Regions from separate parts of the Gossypium arboreum genome. Here region 1 is linked to region 2. A link is a contact called in public Hi-C data. All regions are on one chromosome and are shown on one strand. The core of a region is the stretch at or near the end of the contact, and the rest is flanking DNA. Distances in the headings are between cores, read along the strand shown.

The links. A called contact is a pair of places that touch in the nucleus more often than the background predicts.
Region 1: a contact with region 2 is called in a Hi-C map of leaf, with 3 times the contacts expected there. The contact joins the promoter of LOC108472946 here to the promoter of LOC108466598 in region 2. A contact is called at or near these places in 2 of 5 Hi-C or Micro-C datasets (both in leaf).

Annotation. Positions count from the first base shown.
Region 1 is chr11:111,794,053-111,800,182 of ASM2569848v2, forward strand. It overlaps LOC108472946 (dehydration-responsive element-binding protein 2D-like), which reads right to left and starts at 2,415. Exons shown (of 2, transcript XM_053022260.1): 1 at 1,638-2,415; 2 at 1,308-1,506. The coding sequence starts at 2,377. The coding sequence ends at 1,730.
Region 2 is chr11:111,308,418-111,314,605 of ASM2569848v2, forward strand. LOC108466598 (GDSL esterase/lipase At5g18430-like) reads right to left here and starts at 3,644. Exons shown (of 5, transcript XM_017766985.2): 1 at 3,360-3,644; 2 at 3,128-3,258; 3 at 2,796-3,038; 4 at 2,355-2,607; 5 at 1,877-2,263. The coding sequence starts at 3,612. The coding sequence ends at 2,031.

The sequences.
Region 1 (6,130 bases), core at 1,165-3,664, 480 kb after region 2:
ATCCAAAGGGGAGTGTTATGAATATCTTATTAAGTAGATGTCCATCATGATAAAGATAAAGTTTTGATGTACTTTAAATTCTAATAGTTATTAGAATTAGATCTCTACTTCTTTTATACTTCTTATGTGTATAAATAGATACTCTAATGAAGCATTGTAATCATTCCTTTTATCAATAAAGTACATTCTCTATTACTTTCATATTTTCTCTATTTTTGTTCTCTCCATCTCTCTTTATTTTATAACAAGATCAAAAATCTTACTTCAACAAAGTATTTGGGTGGGTTTTATTTATAAATTAAAATTTTGTAATTAACTGAATCAAGTTAATTTTTATTTAATTTATAATTAATTTAATTTTATGATTTAAAATAAATATTTTAAATTTTAAAAAATTAAAATAACTTAAAAATATTATTCATAAATACAATATAGGAGTTACTAATTTTCCTGAAAATTTAATTAGAAAAGTATGACGTTTTACTGAAAAATATGCAAAATTTATAAACAAAACCCATGAAATTTTACTGAATAATGTGCAAAATTTATAAACAAAACCCATTTTATAAGAATAAAAATAAAAATCCAAAATTTACGTAAAATTTATTTTTGAATATGTTATAATCTAGTTGTATTTAATTGGATAAAATTTTGGGCCTTGGCCCGTATGAGATTTGGAGACCATCATCATTTCTAATGGGGAAAAGCCCAATCTCAATCTCCACTGTTCTTGGACCTCAGGTCTTTGATCCATTACAGATTCACCCAAAGAGACCTGCTGATAATATGCGTTGTAATATCAGATTTAGAAGGTTTTATATCCTATAGAAACAATGATAATTTCTTTTGTAATATGTAATATCGTTACAGATTCATAGAAACAAAAGTTGGTAACAGTAGCTATATGTAAACATCGCTGCCCCTGCAGAACTAGGTTGTAAGGTATTGTTTTTTGTAATTTGAACTTTGGCTAGTTGAGTCACGTCATGATGGGTACGGTTTAGTCATTGGCTCCTAAAATAGCAGAAACAGAGGAAGCTTTTGCCCTGCAAAAGTTGTTGGTTATACTTATTCACTTGTTCTGTGCATCATTATGTCGTTTCGTTATTTATTTTTACAGCAACTAATGAGTGTCAAACAAGTTGATGGTTACTACGTTGTAATCATTTTAGCTGTTTGCAAACTTTTTACCTTCCTCTTTACCCCCATAAAATATGTCTCAACATTCCAGATCTTTGATATCATACTGTTATAACATATAAACATAGTAATATCAATGCTCTTGTTCTTTTTTTCTTTTGCTTAGCTCAGGGAAATAATTTTATTATTAATAATAATAAAAAAAGAGGATAAGACCTCAAACACCCAAATAGCCAGGTTTGCTATCGAGACAGCATAGCACAAACCAGAACAGCATCATAACACAGGTCTGAATCTCCTAAAAAACCAAAGGACTAGACGCACCAGCAAGGCAGGACATCCCTCCTCAGTCTCAAAGCAAACGAACTTCCCATTTGGAAAGAAAAAAAAAACTGCAGTTAGCTGCAAGTTTAAGTGCCATTGTTGAAGCAGATAAAAAAATACAGAGAAGCTGCTTCAATGGCAGCGAGGAACTAAGAAAAGAAAAAGAAACAGACCCTTGAAACTATGCATTACTTCACCATCCTATGGATCTCTCAAGCCCTCAAAATGTGCAAGGAAGCTTGAAAAGTTTTACACCTAAAAAAGCTTAAAAGAACCATTGGTTCTGGATTCCAGCAATTTCATTTCCATTCCAATTATCCCTAAACTCTTGACCCATCAAAACATCAATATCGCTCATTTCCAAGAAATCATTCTCTAATGAAAACTCAGGCCAATTAAATACTTCCTCCCCATCATCACCTAGACTTGACCCCTTAAACTCATTGGTATTTATTTCTCTTCTCACCATCCTCTCTTCACTACTTTGAGAAGAACTCACACTAGAACCTGGTGGTGACTCCACAACACAAAGACCATTCCCCAGAGGCTGTCTCATTGTTAGTCCAGTTTCTTTGCATGAAGCAACAAAATTTCCAGGCAAAGAGGTAAAACAAGGGGTTTGATGATCATCATGAGGTTGGGGAAGGTTGAGTTTAGCTGATGAACCATACAATTTCCTAGCTGCTGCATCATAAGCCAGTGCAGCTTCAAAAGATGTATTGAAAGTTCCAAGCCAAAGCCTACTGCCTCGATTTGGTTCACGGATCTCAGCCACCCATTTGCCCCAAGTCCTTTGCCTCACTCCCCTATATCTACACATAGCATTTTCAGGACCCCCTTTCCCTCTCATGCAACCTTTCCTTGATTTCCCCATGGAAGGCCTCTCCCCATTTGTTTTGCCTTGAGCTTCCATTGTAAAATTTTGCGCTACCAAAGATCAAAAGGCTACACTAAGTTACTGGGATTTTAAAGGGAACCAAATAACCCGACGGTGGAAGTTTCATTTGAGTCAAAGGAACTGGGTTTTGACACATGTAAAGGAACTGCTTGGCTGTTGGCTTTGCATGAGATCTAATTATCCAGATAAGACCAGTGTCAAGTTGACAAAAACACTTGTCTTCAATCTAGTGAAGTCCTTCATCCTTAAGGAGCTGATTAAATTAATTAGTTTTCTTTTTTTTTTTCAGAGAAAGGAAAAAACGAACTTCCATGAATATATATGATATGTTCTCCAAACATTGAAGATGATTAGGGCACATGTCAGTGACAGACGATGAAGGAAAAGCCACCTGTTAGCTTTATATTATTACTGGGATTTTTGTTTCTTCAATAAAGAATGGGAAATATCAAATATATTAGGTCCTGGTTTCGGGGAACATTGAATTGTTGGCTCTGCCTTTGAAACAAGCATGATTTTCAACTTCATATCTTTTATATTAATATAATTAACACGTATCATGGATGTGGTTGAAGCTTGAAGACAATTGCTGACCTCTTCAATGAACCGTGGGGGTGAACAATATATCTGCTTATGCCTTTATCTTTAGCCCACTTCCATGTCCCTATACAAAAAAGGAAGAGAACTCTTTTGTTTCTTCCTAGTTCTCATAAATTATGCAAGTGTTTAGTTCCTTTTTTTTCTTGGTAGTTGGTGATGCTGTAAAATTATCTGAGGAGATTGTGTGATTTGATTATGTGAAACACAAAAGTCATTAAAGTTTGAGTTTTGAAATACTAGTTTACTAAATCTCTATATTTCTATAATTCTATAATATATAAAATTACTAGTTTAGATTAATTTTAAAGATAAAAGGAAGATCTGAATACTAAGTTCAATACTTACAATGTACAAAAAGAAAGACTTGCAATGTATAAAAGAAACTTTGAAATTAATAAATGAATATATTTTAATTATATTCAATAATTCAAATAAAAATATTTTTGATGCTAATTACTGCAATTAAAATACAATATTTTAAAACTAATTAAATATTAAATGCATGAATGACTGATGAGAATATCCTTTATTTTCTATCATATTACTAAATTTTATTTTAAAATAAATAGAAGTTGTGGTAATTATACATTTAAAAGAATTAATATTTAATAGAAATTGTGATAATTATAATTTAATTTACAGTTATTAGTTAAAAATATTGTGCTAATTTTAAAATAGAGTTATTACTTGAATAAAACTATAAGCATAAAATATAAAAAAAATTGTGATAATTATAACTTAAATTACAATTACTAGTTAAAAATTTTGATGTAAAAAAAGTTGTCCTAATTTTATTTATAAAATAGAGTTATTACTTGAATAAAATTCTAAGCATTTTAATTATCACTTAATTAATATATTAGAGTTTTTATGTTAATCAACTATTGTTTTGAATAATGTTACTTTGCATTAATTATCTAAAGTAAAACTATATTGATTTGAAAATTTTCTATTATAAAATTTAAATTGATAAGTTAATATATTTAATTATATTTAATAATTCAAATAATAATATTATACTACAATTAAAAATATAATATTTAAAATTTGATTAAATATTAAATGAGTAAAATTATATGCAACCCATGTAATATTAGAAGTTTGTTAAATTAAATATAGAGTAAATATAATGATTCCATTTTAAGTAGATTGATTTAAGTTAATATAGAATAATCATCATCATCAATTATGTAAGATGTAAATGAATTAATACATAACATAAAATTATATGAAAATTAATTAAAAAGCAAAATCACATAAAAATATATTAAAATATGCCATTGGTCTCTATACTTTTCACAGATTTGAAATTATTCCTTGTGATTTTATTTTTGAAACTTTAGTTTTTTTTTTAATTTCAAAATTTAAGTTCAATTGTTAACACTATTAATTTTTTTAAACTTTGTTGGTTTGATATTTTGAAATAAAAATATATACTTGTTAGCAATATAACTAAAATGATGTTGTAATGAATTTAAATTTAACAAAATAATTTTAACAGATTATCAATTGGACTTGAATTTTGAAATCTAAAAATAGAGGGACTAAATTCCTAAAACAAAAATTCAAAACCAAACTTCAAATTTACAAATAATACAAATAATTATGACATAATTTAACCTAAAAATGATATGAATGGAATGTATATCAAACTTAATGTTAACGCTTAATCTAGCAAAAAAATTATTAAGACTTAAGAGATTATAGGCAGTAGAGCTTTTTAACTCCACAGTAAAGTTAAAAATCAATTATTTGTCCAATGGCGAATCATGATGTATAATTTTGAGTCGGCAATTATAATATTAAGGGTGTGCTTAGTTGAGTGAAAAAAGTGAAAGGATAGAAAGAGAAAGAAGAAAAATGTAAAAAAAAATGAAGGAAAGAAAATAGGAAAGATGCGATCATTTTTTATACTAATGCACAAAAAATAATCTTTCTAAATTGGAATGATAAGGGAAGAAAAAATAAAAGGAGAGTGCAAGATAGTTCAAAATTACGGATTTTTTTTTATAAGTTTTATTTCTCATTCCTTTTATTTTTTCAACTCTACGAAATAGTGGATAGAAAAAAATTTATTTTTTCTTTTAATTTTTTTATCTGTTCTATCAAGCACACTATAGTAAAAAAAGTTATATTTTTAATTTTCCATTTTCTCAATTTTCTTTTCACTCTCAAGTAAATTTTAATTTTGAGGAGCTTTTGATAGTATTTCGATTGCATAGGAGGTAATTTTCTAATATGAAATTCTTGAATGTGATAATGAGATGGTGTAACACCTCTCACCCATCTTGATGTACAGTATGAATTAATTAATTTTAAATTTTTAAAAATATTTTTATGCTTAAAATTAAAAGAGATAAAAAATTAAATAGAATGTAAAAATGATATTCTTTATTATTATGCCTATTGTATAGTAATATTACTGTTAGCCTCCTATCCTATATTGCTTTTGTCTTCGCACTTTTGAATGTTGCACTTACCTATTACAAATAAATATCAACATATTGAAAAAAAATGAATGCTAGAATAGAAAATAAGTAAAGAAAATGACACATAATAAGTTTTCTTATCAATAGAAAATTTTAACATTATGGCAAAAGGCTCATTTGGAAAAATTCAACCAAAAATCTTAATAACTTACTGAATATGAAGGTGCATTAATCTATTAGTGAATGTATGATTCTTACATAATAATTGTGTAGAGATGGTATTAAGTAAAAACAATTGCAAACTAAATCAAGACATTAACGTTTCGTTGAGTTCATTAAGATGCGATAATTATATTATATCTTTTTATTAATGATTAAAAATTAATTTAATTACATTCAAATGCTAATTATAATCATGGAAACAAAATTCATAGCATTTGGAGGCCAAAATTGCGAAATACAAATGTGATATGCACATTTTGCTTCATAGATTTCAATGGATGATAACAATCAGACTAACCAAAAAAAAAATAACAAACACTAGAATAATCATCTATTTATCACAAGATAGTACCCTCCCCCCCCCCAAAAAAAAAAAGCTACCTCAAAGAAGATTACCACACGTTGAAAAAGAAGAAAAGAAGGTGAAAAATAGAGCTTCTTTTGTTTTTCAAAACCTCTATATTTATTGTAAATAATGATCATCATTTTCCTTTAAAACATAGGTGAATTTAAATAG
Region 2 (6,188 bases), core at 2,394-4,893:
CATGGACTGCCATGCAGGTTACAACACCAACATAGTTAAAAAAATAATGTTTTAGATAATATTTCCATTAAGAAAAATGATTTGACTTTTTTTTTGAAAAGTTAATAACAAAATTTAGTTAAAAAAAGGAATAAGAGCTAAATTGGCAAAAGATGTTGATGTTGATGGCTAAATTTACGATTATGCCTTTTTTTTTTATATATCTTCTATGTCTGTTTTACAATCTATGTTCAAAGTTCATAGTTATATGATTGTCCCTCTCAACAATGTTGTCTCCAAATTTCGAACTTACATTCTCTTCCAAGAATGCAATTTAACTTACCACTACACCCAATATTTATTAATAATTGTAAAGAATTTATGAATTTGACAAATTCATATATTTTTATACTTTCCAAATATATAATACATTGAAGTTCAACTAATTTATTCATAATATTACATTTCATTCTTATAATTTATATAGCAAATAAAATCCAAATCTATATTTCCACGTTAATGTTCTCAAATGTCAAATTAAAATTTCTTTGAGAGAAAGTATAGGGATGATAGTACAGATATAAATACATATTTGAGCAATTAAAAGTAGAATCGAACTAAATATAAAATATAAATAAATTAGAGAGAAGAATAATCCGAACTAAACCTCACACATAATAATAACATATGATAAAACTGAAGACCCACATATAATAATTATAAATGGTAGAACTTAAATTTAGATATACAAAATTCAAGATCTCAACCTTTGCCAATTGTATCAGCTGATTGAGCAAAATTAATTTTTTTAATGACTAACATATTTTGCATATCAAATATATAATTATGAAATTATTAATTGATTCTAGCACCTACATGGTTTCAGTTATTTTTTAAAAAAATCTAATTCGTTCCCAGATTAAAAAGAAAAACTAGGGTCAAATGAAATTCTGCTACATTCTCACTCTTTTTAATCAAGTTCTATTAATTTGGTATAAGAGTCGATCGCAAGATAATTCAATACAAAATGTTATTATTATTATTTTTGCATAATTTCAATGTTTTTAGTTAAATTTAATACTTATCTTTTTTAGTTAAATTTGACCCTTAGGTTTAAAAAAAAAGAGTTAAATTATTTTTAACGAAAATATTGACTAAAATATTAATTTTTAACGATGTTGGTGTGACAATCTACATGTATTTTATGTTGACATGGTACTATTTATTTTATATGTCATGCCAACAAAATATTTAAAAATTTCAGCATATATATATATATATATATATATATATATATATATAATGCTTATGAAAAAAAAAACCACTAACATGAAGTACATGTGGATTGCTATACAAGCTACCATGTTTAAAAATTAACAGTATTTCTATTAAAAACAGCAATTCAATTCCTTTTAAATGGTTGATGGTCAAATATAACTTCTTCTTTTCTTAAAGTTAGAAGTAAAATTTAACTATAAAAGAGCTAAATTGAAAAAAATAAATGTTAAGGACTAATTTTAACATTATACGGAAAATCTTTTATTTAAGAAATAATAAATATTCTTATGAGAATATTTTTATTTTTAATATTCTAATATAACATTTGAGCACAAGACACCAAAATATCGTGACTCTCAACTTTACTATTTATAATTTGTTCTTTCATATATTCTTATAAATTTATTATTTGATATAGGTTAAAATGCAACTATATATCTCATTTATTTTTTTTATTTTTAAAATATCAATTAAGTATATATCATCCTATCTTAAATTTTCTTGTGGAGCTGTATTATATATTTCAAAAGATAAATTTCCCAGTTATTACTCCCTATAAACAGGCTATCTAGCCATCAATGCCCAAGGATATTGCGCAAGAGGTTTTAACAATCATCAATTCATTACAAATGCATGTGCATCATTTGAATTCCCCATTACATTCAACACAAAACAAAGGCAAACCGGCTCGAAATATAACATTTATGACAGTTGAAAGAAACAGATTATTACGGAACACCCAGATGATGAAAAAGAAGAAAATAGCGCTGATGTCAGATCCTGGAATCCATGGCCATGATGGTGCTGAGATTCATGGGGTGCATGTACTCATTGGATCCAGTCATTATTTGTTCCACAATCAATCTGTTAGCCTTCTCTGATGGATGGAATGGATCCCAAAATGCATAGAGAGCTCTGTTGGGACATAAATTTGACAGCTGAGTGCAGAGACCAAGTCCATTGTAAGGTCCTTGTCCACAACAGGCTATCTGTGATGTTACGAATCCTGTTCCAACCATCACAAAGAGTCAGGTTAACTTAAAAAAGAAATAATAATGACGGGGGAATGTTGAGATTTGGGGAAGCTAGGAAAGTACCGAAGGCTCGAGGGTCACTAACGAAATCATTGTGCATTCTTTGAGTATTTGCACTAATGAAGACATCTTTGCCAATCTTCTTGTTCAGTCCATTTAACATCTCAACAAGTTGTGGATTGTACAAAGATGCAGCGCGTTGTAGTTCTTCGAAGCATCCGCCATTGGTGCCCCGCATTGCCAGTTCTGCCGGGACACAACCCATTGGTCCAGTCCCCGTCACTAGAACCCTTCGGGCTCCCAGCTTGTATAGCCTCTGCATGAATAATGATGAACAAAATGGGGTTCACAAACTACAAATAAAACACGTGCATGGTGCAAGCTAAATGCTGTTTCTCCTTCACATGTTTACGAACTAACATTGTTCATGTCTTTAAAATATTCCCGACATTCTTGTGAGTGCCAGTGCATAGTAGGTAAAAGAAGTCGAAAGAGTTAATATACCATCAAAAGTCTTCGATATTCCGAAATTAGAAACTTGACATAATCAGGTAATTTGTATTCGCGAGATCTTGCAGAGTAAGGCACCAAGTAGTAGTTGTTGACGAAGTCATTACCACCTACTGTGATGAGTACGAGTGCTTGGTTTACAAGTTTATGAGCTTGCCTTGATCCTACTTGACCCGACAATCTTCGCTTGTATTCTTGAAACAACTCAAGCTGTCTATACATTCTTAGTATGTTTACCTGTAATATCAACATTTTGGGTTAAAATGTTACAACGCTGGCAGTGTTGATGAAGTATGATGAGGTTGCTTAGCTGCTGACTGACTTACAAATTGAACACCAGTATCATTAAGGATTCCCACACCAGCTGAGGCGAAGTTGGCACCAATAAGCAGCTTTTTCCCATTGAACTCTGGGCTCAAACATGGCAATGGGGATTCTGATAACCCAATTTTCTGACCTGCAGGCAAGCATTGATGTAGCATATATTTATGTTGTCTGCGGAGACAAGATAACAACATTAAAGAAACAAAAAGAGAATAACTTGACTAGAAACTTAACCAATCAAGTCTGGGATGTTAAGGCCATTAGAGAAGCGCCCGGTAGGTCTTCGAGTCGGATAATCGATTCCGTAAGGCGGTGCATCTGCACGGGCAGTTGTTGTAAGGTAGTTGTTGTTGCCACTATCAACAAGTGAATCACCAAAAATAAAGAATGCACGAGCGTCAGCTAAGGAAGCAATGCTCCCAAAGGCCAACAGGAAAAGCAAAACCATCAAAAAATGGGTAAATGTTGATGAAGAAGCCATTAGCATTATCACAAGAAAACCAAAGAAGAGTTTTCTATGTGAATAGGAAAACTCATGGGGGGAGGGGGGTTCGCTTTATAGAGCTGGAACTTCAGCCACCATTGAATTAAAGAGAAGCTAGAAGGCAAGAAAAGCGAGCTGTTTTTGGTAGTTGTATATACTATTTGCAGCAACTTTTGCTATTGCTTTTTGAATCACCGCCAAGAGATATGAAGATGGAATGGCACCTTTTCCAGGAGAATTTATTGCTAGTGTTGCATTTTACATGACAATGATCTGTCCCGCCTGGCAACTGCTTCTGGGTCACACAGGACTAGCTATAGGTTAGATATGAATTTATAAGATGCTTGAGCCTTGGCATTGCATTTAATCATAACAATACCATTCAAAGTCATCGTTTTAACCATTAACACTTTCCAGATAAACAGAGGATGAAAGGTTTAAATCTTGAAACAAGTGATACCGTTTTCTTACAATGAAGCTTTCTATACTTTTGATCTTGTACAAGAAGAAACATCAGTATGATTGAGGAAATGGGTTGGCTTAATTTCTTTCTAAAAGCCTGCTTTTCTTCTCATTGTAATGATTGGAACACAAATTGGGAAACATAGTTGTTCAAACTACATTAGTAACCTTGACTTGACAGCTTTAAATTTTGTTTTTATTGCAAACAACTGATTATAGCATTAGGGAAGATCTGGAAGTCCCATCAAATGAGCTAACATATCGGCACCATGAATTGGCTTACTTGCAGGTGTGAGTTAGAAGGGATGCATTTATGTATATTTTTGGAGTAATTCCTAGATGATCCTTAACAAGGATGCTCTTAATTTTTGGAGGGAAATTTCTCATGTGAAACAACTTCATGTCAATTATAAAAACATCACACATATATGGCAATTATGATGATATGAATTTATAACATAAAATTAATTTGTTATTAAGCTTTAATTTTATAGATGATAAATTGATAATATATAAACTGTCATGGTTGTAAATTAATCATCACAAAATATTTTCTTCCATTAGGATTTGAAAGGATAATTTTAAAATTTTTATAAAAATAAAATATATTCTTATAAAAAATTTCACTATAAAAGCATCAACCATAGTTATGAAGTGCATCATTTTATTAAATTAATTCTCTATAACAACATATTGTAAAAAATATTACGTAAAATTATAATTATTTTATATAAACAAGCATGTTAATTATAATTTATTAAAAAAGATCTTATTTCAATAAAATGTTTAAATTTCATATGAAAAACCCTATTAACCATATTTTATTAAATGAAATAATATTCAATGAGGGAAATTAAATATATCAATTCAATAAATTGTTAAATTTTTAATTAAATATTATACTACAAATTTGGAACATTATAAGCTCATAAGTTGATTACTTCAATTTAATAACTAATGACAAATTAATTAATTTAATTGGTCACTCACATAAAAGAATGTAAAATAAAATACGCATAAAAGCAACAATGCATGCATATGCTATACGCCATTTAATTTTGTTGGTTTGATTTTCACTTTCTTTTTTTTTTTAAATTTAATTCTTACTTTTTCTTTTGATGAAATTCATAATATGAATTTTATAATAAGTTTACAACAATTCTCTCTATAATAGTTATAACCGTCTTTCTATAACAAATAAAATCTTAACTGACAAATAGTGGTATTATAAAAAGAGTTAACTGTATTAACTTTAATTACTACATAACTATACAATAAATACATGAATATATACAAATATAACAACTATCTTCTCACCTTCCTTGTGTAATCCTAAAAACAAAACCTCAACTTTTACAATTAATTAATGGGTAATGTATAGTAGATTATTTTGAAGATGAGATCTTAGTAAAGTTTTTTGCCAAATTCTTACGAATTGATGATAAAAGCTCACGGTTTGGAGGCCTTTCTCCAAAGCTTCTCTTAGCCGATTATAGTGAAGTTTTCTCCGGTAAACTATCCCATTAAATATCTCTAAATAGATGTGGTTCTTATTTTAGTTATTTTAATTTTTATTAATTTAATCACAACAAAATTAATTAAATTTGTCATTTTATCATTAAATGGTAATAAAATACTGATTATATATTTTTTGTTAATTATTCTAAAATTAGGATAAACTACTCTAAATAGGCATTTCTATTTTAGTTATCTAAAATAATATGTGAAAATACACAATTAATCTTTCTGTTATTATTTAATGGTAAAGTGACCAATTTAATAATTTCTTTTTAAAGTAAAAAATTAATATTTTTAAAATTATGAAAATAAAAACAATGATGGAGTAGTTTACCCAGATTCTCTTTCCGTTACTTTTTACAATTGCTGCCAAAATGAATTCATTCCCTTCACCCCTTCATTCCGTGCTTTACCATGCAAAAGTTAGAAAACAATGACACCTAACCCACTCACTTTACACTAAATCTTACGCACGTAATTTGTACGGTTGATCCTGGATTTTATTATTTGTTTATCTAAAATTATAGAATAAATATTTAAACATAAAAGTAAAGAATTTAACTTTCTTATTTTTTAAAATTAAAAATCTGTTTTTAAAT